Regions from separate parts of the Rattus norvegicus genome. Here region 2 is linked to region 1. The links are chromatin contacts, called in public Hi-C maps. All regions are on one chromosome and are shown on one strand. The core of a region is the stretch at or near the end of the contact, and the rest is flanking DNA. Distances in the headings are between cores, read along the strand shown.

Region 1 (7,340 bases), core at 2,464-4,963:
GTACTTACAAGTAAGGCCTTAAAACCAAAGGACAAGGGGCAGGAAGATTATAAGAACCAACAGTAGTAGAAGTCTCCAGTGAAATATTATTTGCTGGTTATAACAAGGATATTACACACATGAATTTACAGTGGCTATAACTTCATTCACAAGATCAAGTCAGCTGAAATTATATTAATTTGGAGAAAGTTAAAAAAAAATCCCTAGCTAAGAAACTATTGATAATGTACAGCTGCAGAGGGGAGGGAAAGTATGTTTCCTTCAGCGATACTGCCCATGAAATACCACGTATGCTCTACTTCATGCACATACAGGAGGAGTCCATGGATGTAGGGTGAGGGCAAGAGAAGTTGTATACAAAATATAGAGAAGTAATTGGAATAGACAGAATGGGAGGTGGGTTTGGTAAAATTCTCAATAGGAAGTATCTAAAAAATAAAAGTCAAGTACCATCCCGAACAATCTATTAGGGAAAAAAAAAAAAACTCCACTGTGTTGCAAGCTTTCATAGCACTAGGCTCCGGCGTTCCTCTTAAGTGTGTGTTGTGGGGCGGGGGTCAAGGACATATGGTAGCTGGAGACCAATTTAACATCAAATGCGGCTGAGTGGGATAACAAAGTAGGAAGAAGAAAAACTTTAAAATATGTTACTTATTTTTTTCTGAGGATGAGGAAGTCAATGAAGGGAAAATACAGCCTCAGAAGAGTCACAAGAAAATAAATGTGAACTTCAGAAAGGCAAAGGCCCTGAAAATACTAGAAGATTGATTTGAGAGATTCTCTAAGAAAGGCAAAAAATATAGTCAGGAGACTGTAGAGCAAAGCAGATGACTGCAAGTTTTTAGATCTTGAGCCCAGAGAGAAGGGATAGCACCCATCTGCAGCTGATGAGGCTGATGAGGGGATAATCTAAAGCTGAAAAAATAGTAACCTGGTTCTATTGAATAAAACAAAACAAATGTATGCAAGTTTCTCAGGCCTAGAACGGATGTAGAAGTACTAATTAGGCAGCTCTTACAGGTGTGCCGATAAATTATGCAAAGCTAGAGTGTGGACTGAACAAAAATTAAGAGAAAAAAAAAGGAAATTAAATGGTAAAACAAACTGAATCTGTGACAGAGGAGATATGTTGGGTAATGGTGGGACCTAGGGTGAGAAAGATCTGATTTAAGAGGAAGTGCCAAGTACCAAACTCAGCTTAGAGAGGTGGTCCTAAGAAAGGGGTATTTGGGAGTGACTGAAGAAATGACTCGAAGTCAGTGATGGGAGCAAGCTTACAGCTCTGTAGTCTTCTTGAGATGGCCCTCTAGATAGCTCTCTGCTTAAGATAGCTCTCTGCTTGGGATAACTCTTTAGATAGCTCTCTAGATAGGTCACCAGATAGTGCTTAGGTTTTCTGACTAAAGTCAGAAAGCTAGAAAAATTTTAAAAGAGCTATATTAGCTCTTTAGGTAAGTTTTGGCTTTTTTAACCAAAGTCAGAAAACCCAACAGAAAAGAATAAAAGAGCTAATATTAGCTTTCCAAGCAGCTCTCTCTAGGTAGCTCTTGCAGACCAAAGTCTAATATTTTATTTTCATATCAATTTAGTCATTTACCCAAGATTCCCTTTTGGGTATCCCATGAATTAGCATTTTATGACCTTAGCCCCTTGGTTCTTAGAAAAGGACAAAAAGTACATTTTTTTTTTTTTTAGCATAGCAAATGAACTCAAGAGATCCGCTTGCCTTTGTAAGCACAAACAATGAGTTTAGCTGGGTGGGACCTTGCCCTGAGATCACTACTCCTGAAATCTCTTTATCTCCTTCATTAATATCTTTCTGACCAGCTGACTCATTAGTGCAGCTGCCCCTGTTCTTTTAGGCCCATGAAGCCCCCCACATATATAATTGACATTGCATCCTTATATTTTGTGTAGTTGAGAAATTCTTTAAAGGACAGCTCTTGCATTGATTTATGTATTCTTGAATTCATATTTTCAGAATTCCTTCCCACAGCCTTAAGGGCTGTCCTGCAGTCCTCTAAATCAGAGATACATTCTCACTTCCCAGGATCATGGAGTCATCAACCTTGGCAGAGAGGGCATTCCCCCAAAAGAAGAAACATAAAGTAAAATATGTACATTGTTATACAAAAAGCCTTATGGCTAGCAACTGTCAACAGTCATGGAGGCCCATACCTGTTGGCTTTGCTTCAGGGGCAGGAACCCTGTCACACTGTCCCTTCCACAGCCATGCAGAGCAGGGCAAGGAAGAACAGATGGATTCAGTTTCTCCATGTTTCCAGAATGAATTAGACTCCTCTTGGCAACATGAGCAATGAATGTGAAACAGGCATGTATAAGTGGTGTGTTTGAATGTAGGAAGTGGAATAGTGACCGCAAGTTTGTCTTTTTTGAGCTCTCCTTTGGTATCAAATAGAGGGGTGAAGTTCTTGTCTTCACTTTACAGACCTTGCTAGGGTTGGAGCCTTGGCCTACATCAGTGCTACTGAGATAGCAAGCCACTTGTCCTCCAAGGGAGAAGGGAAGCAAAGGAAGGTGATGCTTTCACTGTTTGCACACTGGGAAGAGAATAAATAAAGGGGTCCAGTGAAACTGAGAGATAGAGTTTTAAATTAGCCCAAAACTCAGCAACTGGACCTGACTAAGGAAGACAGATTGTTAAAAATGCAAGAGAACTACTTTGCTTATCACCTGGTGTGAGTAACTGTTCTTTGTTCTGCCCGGTGATGTTTATTTAAGCCCCTACTTGTGCCTTCCAGCCATTTTGTCCTGCAGAGAGCATTCCGAGAAGCTCTGGGGAATCTTTCAAAACCGTCCCCTCAGTCTAGCTTTGGAGTTCAGATGTGAGATTTAGATTTAAATACTTGAAGACAAGAGGTATGCACGACTAAGTATCCCTGGTCAAGGCGTGTCTCTGCTCAATACTCACCCATCACTATCTCAGCACCAATCTGTCCTACAAAGTAGTCCCACTGAGCTTGCTTTTAGGAGCTTAAAATCAGAGGGACCAGAAGCAGGGAGATCTCTTTGTTAGAGGCGAGCCTGGTCTACAGAGCAAGTTTCAGGATCTCAAAGACAAACAAACAAACAAGCAAACAAACAAAGCACATTGGTAGTGGGGGCAGGCCTATAATCCCAGCACTCAGAAGGCTACACAGGAGAACTGTGAGTATAAGGCCAGCCTGGACTATGTGGTGAGACCCTATCTGCCAACAAAAACCGGATTAATATTTCTTCAGAGGGTTGGCATTTGACGTAGAGGTAATGAAATACGGTGGTGAGCATGTGTGCACAATACTTGGTGACAGCAATCGTGGATAACCCCTTCTGTTTAATATGTGCTCTGGGCTTGCCGCCAAAAAACGGAGTGCCTGTTCAGTTACTTATTACCATTAGTTAGAGCCACTGTGACAAAGCCTGAGATGCTGTGGCGTGTATGTGGAAGAGAGGAGTCCTAGAATATAGGAGCTCAAAACTTTGCACTAGTATAGTAAGAAACGCACAGGACACGCAGGCGCAAAAGACACCCTCGCCTGCACTCAATCAAAGGCGGCGGGGAGTTGGTCTTAAGAGCAGGAACTGAGCAGCCTGAAGACCGATTGGAGGCCACGGCCCAATAAACAAACGTCTCATTGGCGAATCGCGCGCAGGCGCGGGTCGCCCAGCCTTACTTTGGGCCTTTCACGCAGAGGGGGCGTGGCTCCAGGGCTCCCCCCCTCGCCTCGGCCCAGCCTCTGGGTACGAGCAGAGGGTTCCACTGTCCGCGGGACCTCAGCTCCTTGCTTCTCTACGGTGCCGGCTGCGCGGAGCCGGGATGCCCTGCGCCTGCTGCGGGTCCTCACTATGGAGACCAAACGCCTGGAAATTCCCGGCAGCGTCCTGGATGATCTCTGCAGGTACTAGCGGTTCACCTTCGCCTCTGCGTTCCCTCTGCCTAGGGGCGGCCCGGACCACTGTTGCCTCTCCCCCTCTCCTCTGTTCCGCCTTGCTCTTCAGACTCGGTTCTGCCTACCCATTCCCGGGTTCCGCTACTCACCCCCGGCTCTTTATACGTCCCGGGTCTCAGCACTGAGCCCGGGCTTCGGCTCGCCCTCCCTGTCCCCGGGCCCCTCTTTTCGCCCTGGCCTTGATTCTCTATTCCCGGGTATCGCTTTGCGTCCTCGGCCTCAGCTCACCTGAGTTCCCAGGTCCCGGTTTGCACCCCGGTTCTCAGCTCTTCCTCCTTCCCCGGGTCCTGCCCGGTCTCTATTCTTCCCCATCCCTGGGACTAGGCCCTTCTCTTCCTCAGCCCGGGGTCTTTGCTGTCCCTGCCTCTCCACATCCCTTGGTCTCACTTTCCCGCCCTGTTCGCCAGTGTCCGACGCCCATTCAGTTCCTAAGTCTTTCAGTTTCTGTTTCTTTTATCCCGTCCTCCGAGGAGCACTGGAATATCTCATTTCTACTTCAAATATTCTGTTTTTTCCTGCAAGTGAATCCCCCTGGCCCAAACCTGAATTCCCTAGTGGTTTTCCGCCCAATTCCTTCTTTGAAGTGTGTGGGGCTTTTTTGTTTTGATTTTGTTTTTTTCCTGACTCTAACTTTAACCTGTGGCTTTCTTCCTCCTCCCTTCGTCTCTTCTCCACGTGGGTGGAATCCACTGTTTTAATTCAGTTATATGATCTCAGGTACCTGGATCTACACAGGGAACAATTTTCACGCTTAAACTTGTATGTTCACCTGTGGCATTTTCTGTAAAGAATTAATTATTCTTTCCAGAATTTCCCCGGATTTATCTTTGGGAACAAGAGGAAAAAGTCCAAGAGTTCCTTCCCTTTAATCTCTTGATTCTCCAACTTGGAAGGAAATGTACACCTGTGGGTCTTCACAGGAGTGAATTTCTACGTTCTTATCAACAGTAATTGCAGCCAGCCAAAAATATGTTCATGATATTTCCTTCTTTGTCAAAGTAAAGCGTTGTTATGAAGTCATTGCTAGTGCATCGACTTTGGACTATGAAATAATTTATTAAGTGTGAATGCTGGTTCTGTATTCACTTCTGGCCACTAATATCTGGGCTTAAAAATGAAACTCAGTGGTCATGCCTCATGCAAGCTGTTTACTTTTTTATTTTTTAAGTATTTGTTTTATTCCTGATTAGTGGAGGCAGGGGACATGTGTATAGGTATCTGCCCATGCCAAGAGTCTGTGGAAGTGTGTGCTAAAACCTGAGTATTTCTCTAGAGCCCCAGGCACTCTGAGTCATTTTAAGAAACGAAATATGCTTGTGAAGTTTTTACTGGTGTCCTCTCACATTGCATTAAAACAGTTGGCGCAGTGATTTCCACTGTCACCTGGACAAACAGATATGAGTATTAATTTATAGAGGGACACATCCTAATTTAGAAAATCAAGATTTGAAATCTTCCTTTCCTCTATGCCATGTGAGTGTAATGAAAAGTCTAGTCAAGCACTTTAAACGTCGCAGGTGTACATGCAGAGGACATACATAGGCAAATTGTATAGATAATAAGCGCTTAGTGCTTACTGTTTTCCCAGCACCCACATGGTGGTTTGCAATTGCCCATAATTCCAGTTTAAGGCCATCTGATTTCCTCTTCTGAACAATGTGGGCACCAGGCATGCACATGTTATATATAATACATACATGTAAGCAAAAACCACGTACTTGAATAAATTTTAAGTCTGATTTAAAAAAAGATTTAAAGTTGTAATTCTTTGGGTTTGGGAGAATTATACTTTTGACTTATGGTAGATTCACATGAATCTATAAAAGTTACAAGGAATTTATTTTCTGTATTCCAGAATTTGATAAGAGATAACTTAATGCATGTATTCGGATTAATCACTAGCAGAATTTGCGACTGAAGTGGGACTACTGGGCTGTAATTTTCATTTTCTTTATGTTTCCCAGTTTTTTATTTTTTTCCGCAGATGCAAGTTTAATAATTAGAAAAAAAAATCAAGGTGTTTGGGAAAGTGAGTGATTGTATGTGAGTTAATAAGGATGAAAGTTAAAAGACAGAGAAAGATCGTATGACTGTCCACCTTTTCCCCGGCATCTGCAACTAGTCTTCCTGGGAGTTTTCAGGCTGGTCTCTAATACCTGGGGTTCCATCATCTGAAGAAGTAACGTTAGCTGCTGTGATTGCTGTGGCTCTGACCACAGAATACTACATCCTGTTGTGCAGACAGTACGTGAAGCAACTAATAAGTGTTATAGAGGTTAGCTCTGGTGAATGTTTAAGCTGCTTTCTTACATTACATTTTATTAGACACTGATCTTTTTAGCAGGGTGATATGTTCAGCTGTTGGGGCTAGATGCTTGATAAACTAGTTACTAAGCCATTTCCTCATGCTACAGTTGGTAAAAGTTTTCAAGTTGATATTTGTCCCTCAAGCTCTAAAAAATTATTATAAGAGGGAGTGGTGCTTATCAGTGTGCATGTGTGGATAGCTCTGTGAAGTTGCTGCTGACCTTCCACCTTTACCTGGGTTCCTGGGATCTAATTCAGGTTCCAGGCTTGCACCAGGCTGACCTAGCTCTTTCCCTAGCCCTCCAGTTGGCTCTGTTGCACCATTGGATTTTGGTTCTCTAGTACATTCGTCTTAACCTTCCTTCCTAATGCCACAGCCCTTCAACACAGCTCCTGCTGCTATGGTGACTCCCATAAATTATCTTGTTCCTGTTTCATAAGTGTAATTAGCTACTGTTATGAATCATAATGTGAACATCTGATATGTGACTCCAGAAGGGTTGCAACCTACAGGTTGAGAACTGCTGCCCAGATGTGAGAGTGTTAGGGGTGATAGGTCCAGGGCCTTTTGGAGATGATGTAGGGAAAGGAGCTGTGTGTGGGTGTTGGGAGTAGGGATTCTTTATGAGAACAGTTCATAAAGGTAGCCATGATGGCAAAAGTGGGCCGGGAAGGGCCTGGGGAGATGGCTTGGTGGTTAAGAACACTTCTTGCCCTTCCAGAAGACCCAGGTTAAATTCTCAGTTCCCACATGACACTGACAACTATCTGTAACTTAGTTCCAGAGAATCTGATGCCGTCTCCTGGCATCTGTGAGCACTACACGAATGTGCACAGGCATAAGTGCACATTCCAGAGTTCATAGCCTAGCCCACCAGTAAGAGACTCTGCATCAAGAAGTAAGGTAGGAAGCTGTTTTGTTGTGCCTGTGAGGAGAGCCTGGGAGTTTGGAGTGATGTTGGCTTCTGGTGCGTGGCTTGATGAAATGTTAAGGCCCTTCCATTGGGAAGATTCAGAAAATTGGCTTTGAAACCATCCCTCTGGGTGGTCATGAAGCCTTGGTCGTGTAAGGGGTATGTTGTG
Region 2 (6,655 bases), core at 2,251-4,750, 520 kb after region 1:
GGCAAACCCTGCAGGGGATATTTGGAGCGAGCTGACTACACATGGCTATGCATCATCAGCATTTTCTTAGCACTCCTCCAGGTGACTGGCTTTCCATCCCTCTCCACCTCTACTCTGGTGTGTTGGGCTAGCTGTGAACCACTTGGCAGATGTTTGATGTGAGTTGAATTTAAGTCATCCCTAGCTACATATGTCTTGTAAGGAGCCTGGGTATTTGTGTTTAAATTGAACAACCATATTCAGTGAGGGATCAAACTCATTTCAAACAAGAAAACCGTAAACCCCAGTGAAAAAGCTCCATTGTAACACTGCATGCAAAGCCCAAGCAGGAGTTTTTCATTTTGTGTTGTGACATGGTGACTTCTCTTACACAGAACTGTTCTGCATAGCGAATTCTTCCTGTGCGATTTTCCCACTCTCTTCTCTCCTCTTATGTCTCTCTCTCTCTCTCTCTTTTTTTTTTTTTTTTTTTTGGTTCTTTTTTTTCGGAGCTGGGGACCGAACCCAGGGCCTTGCGCTTCCTAGGCAAGCGCTCTACCACTGAGCTAAATCCACAACCCCCTCTTATGTCTCTTAATACCACATCGAATGAAAAAGATAAACAATGAAAAGGGGGAACTGCAAGAACTGCTAGGGGAAGGGAGTTTTCCTTCTTTCTTCAGTCTTCCCCTGAAGATAACAGGTGCTCTGTCTGCTATGCTGCACATTTCCTAACATGCTGTACTCATTCACATTGGGGACTGGGATTTTAGTGTTCATAATATAGTTTAAGGGTATTCTCCATATGTTATAACATATCCTCTAAAGAAGAATTTCAAAAGTTTAAAATATAAGAATACATGTCTTTTAGTCTTTTTAAGTATTTGTGGGATATAATAAATTTTAAAAACATGTGTGAAATATGCTAGTTTTTGATGTTTTGAATGATAATTAAGGTATCTAATGACATAGTTGCGGGTAAGAAAAGGAGGAAGGACAAAAACCAGTCGACAGCATTTTCTGAAGAGTTTAGTTTTATGGTTTTAATTATGTGTCGCTTTACCCCACTGTGGCTATCTTATTTTTTTTTAACAGTTACTGCTAAAATAGTTCACGGAAGCTCTATGTAGAAATTAGTGATATAAAATGGGATTTCAGGCAAAAGATAGCTTTATACTACCACCTTGTGGCTGACCTACTAATGTGTAGTTTCAGGTTAGTGGAGAGCAAAGATTGAGTCAAGAACTGGGCTAAAGACCATTTGGATTATATTCTGGCAAAGAATCTGGGTTCATATTGCTCAAGTCCTAAGAAACTGAGTGAAACTCAACAACAACAACAACAACAACAACAACAACAAAAGAAGTGGACTAAATTGTTGGAGGAAATTCAAAGATACGGTATCATTCAAGCTGTGGCGTGGTTATTACGTACCCCTCTGATATAAATCTACAGCCTGTTTGAGACACTGAGTCTGAACAGTAAGATCTGAGAAATGTGGTTTGCTAAGGAAAGGAGTGCAAGGCAGTGTGAAGCTGCAAATAAGGCAGGTGCAGAGAAAACCGCTATAATTGAGACTACATATACCTCTAGAGTGAAACCAGTTACACTGGGATAGAAGAAAGGTGCCCTTTGGGTAAGATCCCATCTATCAAAAAAATCCAACCTGTGAATACACAGACTCATTTGACAGAATCCAAACTGTGAATGACTCTGAAGGGCTCCTCTGCTCAGCTTCTGTGTAGATGTGTATCGTTACCATGGCCTTTTCTTTGTTGGTGCTGGAGAAAATTGTTCTCTGTGGTATATTTTCTGGTTCTTCAAAACAAAGTTTGTAATATATCTTCTGGGAATTCTCTTAGTCTACCTCAGAGCTAGTTACTTGTTTTAGATAGGGACAGAGTTAGTTTAGTTTCATCCCTACTTATCAAAACTAATCAAAGAAATAGGTAGCCCAAAGACAACAACTAAAAAGTTCTGAGAGTTGAAATACCAATTCTTTTCTATTTTTCCTTCCTTCCTTTTCCCTGCCCCTCCTTTTCTTTTCTTTTTCCCTTCTTTCTTTTTTTTTCTTTTTTCTTTTTTTTGGAGACAGTTTACTCTGTATAGCCATGGCTGTCCTGGGACTTGCTCTGTAGACCAGGCTACATGAGAGAAAATTACTCGTGTGAAGGAATGAGGACAATTCAAGATAACATTCATTTTCTTAGTAGTTTATAACTTTTGCAAGAGAAAATAAGATACTTTCAAATGTTGCAAATGATAACACAAGATTTGAAAGCATGCCTGTGTAAGGGCCACAATTATGTTTTAAACTATGGTACAGAGGAATTCTCAGAGGAAGACTGCCTTCTCCAAGACAAAAACCATGCAAGACAAAAACCAAACAACAAAATTAAGTGTATCTGAGCAGTGTGAGGGTAAGTGTTAGCATCACCGTGAGTGTAGGTATCCTAGAAGATCTTGAGTGCTCTTGATATTGAGAAATTTATGGTTTGTTCTAGTTGCAGAGGAGAGAAACTGGAAGGCTGCATATGAGGGCATCTTAGTACACTCTGGTTCTCATTTTGAAAAAAGGAAACAATCATGTCTGTTGCTCTTCGGAGAGTGACAATAGTGGCACTACAGTGGAAGCAATTCAGGTCATTGGAATTAGATTTATGTTCATAGGACTCTATTTGAACCAATGGCAATTCTCATAATCTTCCCAACTCCTTTTTTGTTTGTTTTTTGAGACAGGGTTTCTCTTATAGCCTTGGCTATTCTAGAACTCACTCTGTAGACAGGGCTGGCATCAAACTTAAGAGATTCACCTACCTCTGCCTCCCAAGTTCTGGGATTAAAGGCATTTGCCACCTTCTGTCCCCAACCCCCCCCCCTCCTCCCGCAACTCTTGATAAGTTCCTCCTTAAACTTAATCTTGCCACAAAACATAACTATTCTCATTGCTATGCGTTCCACACTCACGATGGGCTGTTACCTAAAACAGTGAACACTTTAATAACTATCATATAAGCATTTTTCTTTTAACGTTTAAGGACTGTTACCACTTTTTAGGGTTTCGAGGTAAAACACAGTTAGATCTTTATTTCAGGTAACCAAGTTTTCAATGTGTTTCAGAATGAAAGACATACATTAAGAAGTTAGTCGTTACTTAAAATCAAACCAAGTGGTCTACTCACTGTACTTATTTGACCCACTGGACCACGAACCTCAGAATTGCGGTAAAACCCTTGTTTCCAGAGTGTTCGAGTTTGTGAATCAAGCGCTGGGCAGAAGCCCGCTCTGAAGAAAGGAATGAAGCATTAAATGATCCAGTGGATAACCGAATAATATGTCCTCCAATTTAATGATATTTTTTGACAACCAAAGCCTCAGGGTCGTGAGGACCGCATTACAGCCTCCAGGGACCGCATCCCCCGGGGCTGCTCCAGCATAGTCAGAGGTCCCGCGTTCTGGGGCCGTGCGCGGCGCTCACTCTTGACGTCATCACCCGCGCACCCAAGGCTTCTCTGGGCTGTAGTGGTGCCAGCGCTTTCGCTTTCACCGCTACTGTGAGTGACGCTTTCCCGCTAGTCTCTCCCGGCGTTGACTTTCTAGCGGTAGGTCCGCCGCGCTCCCACGGGCTCTCTGTCTCTGTCACTGCTCGCTGGCAGCAGGCCTGGCCGCTCCCACGCGGAGCGAGCTTCTCCTCAGGGCCATGTCCAGGCCGAGCAGCGTCTCGCCGCGTCCGCCAGCTCCTAGCGGAGGCGGCACCGGAGGCGGTGGCGGCGGCCCGGCTTCGTGTGGTCCTGGAAGCGGTGGCCGGGCCAAAGGCCTCAAAGACATTCGTATCGACGAGGAGGTGAAGATCGCTGTCAACATTGCTCTGGAGCGCTTCCGATACGGTGACCAGAGAGGTGAGGATTCTGACGGGGGACCTTGCGGGCTGACACCCGCCCCCAGGCCCGCCCCTGATGGGCAGAGGAACCCAGAGCCGGGCCGCAGAGGCGAAACCAGCGCCGTCTAGTGACTGTTGGTCACCGAGTGGGAAGCCCAGTGGGTCGGTGAGTTTAGGGAGGATAGAGAATCAGAAGTTAAGGCATCAGAAGGTGGAAAGGCTAGGTTACTCCCAGGTGGGAAAATGTCCTCAGGTACTTTTCTGCAACCCAAGGCTGCTAAGTCAACGTTATTTTTTTTAAGGAGTTATTAAGCCCCCACTGTCTTCCTCATTATTGAGGTGTAGCCTTATTTTAAGCTTAAAAAACTTCAGAGGAGGCTTTGAATTTATTGTATTTATAGACTTTATTGAAATTCTAGATGCATCAAATCAAACACAAACTTGTGTGTTTTGTACTTTATCAGGTCAGATACCTATTTAGTACAGGCCTCATAATATACAACTGAGTTTACTGTTGAATGCTCATTTTAATTTGCTGGGATAGCTAGTAGACCCTTGCTGCTGAGGCTTATTGTCTGAAAAGGTTTTGAACATATATTTTTAACAGCAGCAAAGCCTTGGCAAAATGTCACAACAAATCCAGTCTGAAATATTGAGGAAGAGCCCTCTACAGTTTTGAGAACAGAAACATGGGAGTTTCAGTTTGAGAATTCTTAATGCTTGAATGAACATACCTCATTATTGAAGGAAATAGAATTTTGTTAAGCAAGGCAAGAATAATTTAAATTGATAAAATATGTCCATAGTTATATCGATCTCAACACAGGTAGTAATCTTTGATGAACTTTCAAGTCCTTTATCATATTTAGGTTGTATGTGTAACTTCATAATATCAGAATTCTGGGCTGAAGAGATGGCTCAGTAGTTCCTCTTGCAGAAGTCCCAGGTTTGATTCTCAGCACCCGATGATGGCTCAAAACCATCAAGTCAGCTTCAGGGGATCTGATGCTTCTTCTGACCTGTGGTCAGTGCACATATATGGTTCTCTCTCTCTCTCTCTCTCTCTCTCTCTCTCTCACACACACACACACACACACACACTCTCTCTCTCTCTCACAATTAAGTAAATAAATATTAATAGTTAGTATCAGAATCCTATTAGGTGTGAGTTACTGAGTAAATACATTTTTCATATAAAATGTGTAATTTGATTTATACTTATATGTATTTTTCATTTTTATACCTGTAATTGTCTATAAGTGGAACCTTTTTTCCTATGTAGAAATGGAATTTCCTTCTTCTCTGACCAGTACGGAAAGAGCTTTTATTCACCGACTAAGTCAATCTCTTGGTTTAGTTTCTAAAAGTAAAGGGTAAGTGTACAACTTTTCTTACTTTGTTCAAAAATATTTACTACAGAAAAGTATGCATGTGTCTGACTACATTTAAATCATTGTTTCTGTTTTAACTTTACATTCTTATAAATAGTATGTATAGATAAACTCGTTTAGGTCTATACCAAGATCAGCTTTTCTTCTTCCAATCCACCTTACCTCCCAGGTGCAGAACATACATAAGTTAGCTCCTGGGATGCAGCTCATCTTGTAAAGCATCTGTTGTATAAGCCAAACAACCTGAGTTCCATCCACAGAACCTGCCCTGAGCAAAGAGAGACAAGTAAAGCTCACCGTGGTTAAAACAATGGTAACTACGTACTCCTATGGTGAAATGGGAGCAGGAGACTGCAGAATGGGCCAGAAGTTTACACAGAGGTAGAAATAAGAGAGACCGAGCCTTAAGTAGGGGAAAGGAGAGAATGGACTACTAGTAGTTGTTCAATGACCTTCCTGTGGATCCCCGAATTTATACATGTTCAGAAGTATAAATATTTTTAAAAGGTGAATATAGTTTCATTTTTCATGTTAGGTTCTTGGTCTGTAAATGACAGATACTTTTCAGTGGAAATGTAAACTTGAACCTGCTTATTTATAGACACAGATGTAGTCTGTTAGAGAAGTTTTAGTTTGATTTATCAGTTTGGTTTTGGGCTTCAGGAAAGACCACTATTTATTCAGTTTTGTAATCATAGCCTCTACCATAGTGTCTGGTGAAAGTTCATGAATTATGAGTATTTTCAGAAAAAAAAAATTAGGCAAAGGTAAAACATAACAAAGCTTCACAAGATATCTTTGGAGAAATTAAAGCATCTTGGTATCACGGACATGTTAAGAGATATTAACCAGGATACAGTGTTATAGAATTAAAATGATATACTTTTGATTATATAGTTAATTAAAAAGACCACCAACCTCAAACTTCTTTTGTCATGCTTATTTCATTCCAACATTATTTCTATCCTGTGTGGTTAAAATTTTATGAAGTGAACAGCACAGGGAAATGAATAGTTGCCCCTTTATGCACCGAAATTTCAGACAATGAGGAACAACACAGGGGAAAAGAACCTACTACAGAGAATATGTTTAGAATCTAGTGATTCCAGTTTGCTGTGGAAATGACAATTTTTAGATCAGGTTTTTTTCTCTTGATTCAAAGTTTCAGGTAGCCCAGGCTAGCCTTGAAGTCTATGATTCTCACCTCTGGAGTGCTGCAAATACAGTTAGATGTCACCACACGCTAATTTAGACCAATTTATCTTATCAGGGCAGGTGACAGCATTGAGAGCGTACAGTTCATTCTGGTATTCACTAAGGAACATGCAGAAATTTAAATGTTAGTAAAGTAAGAGCTGTACTTAGAAGACCTACAGCAAAAACTACAGTGTAGCCCTCAGTTTAA

What was found. Hi-C and Micro-C count contacts between places; a contact is called where the count stands out from the background.
Region 2: a Hi-C map of the A7r5 cell line shows a contact between it and region 1, with 6 times the contacts expected there. The contact joins the promoter of Ythdc2 here to the promoter of Dcp2 in region 1. A contact is called at or near these places in 4 of 12 Hi-C or Micro-C datasets (the A7r5 cell line, Schwann cells, kidney and 1 more) and 1 of 1 datasets of contacts at active chromatin or transcription factors (oligodendrocytes).

Annotation. Positions count from the first base shown.
Region 1 is chr18:36,997,902-37,005,241 of GRCr8, forward strand. Dcp2 (decapping mRNA 2) reads left to right here and starts at 3,714. Exons shown (of 11, transcript NM_001170469.1): 1 at 3,714-3,899. The coding sequence starts at 3,847. It also overlaps the pseudogene LOC120098347.
Region 2 is chr18:37,513,786-37,520,440 of GRCr8, forward strand. Ythdc2 (YTH N6-methyladenosine RNA binding protein C2) reads left to right here and starts at 3,501. Exons shown (of 30, transcript NM_001427202.1): 1 at 3,501-3,878; 2 at 5,142-5,232. The coding sequence starts at 3,680. It also overlaps a transcript of Mcc not described here.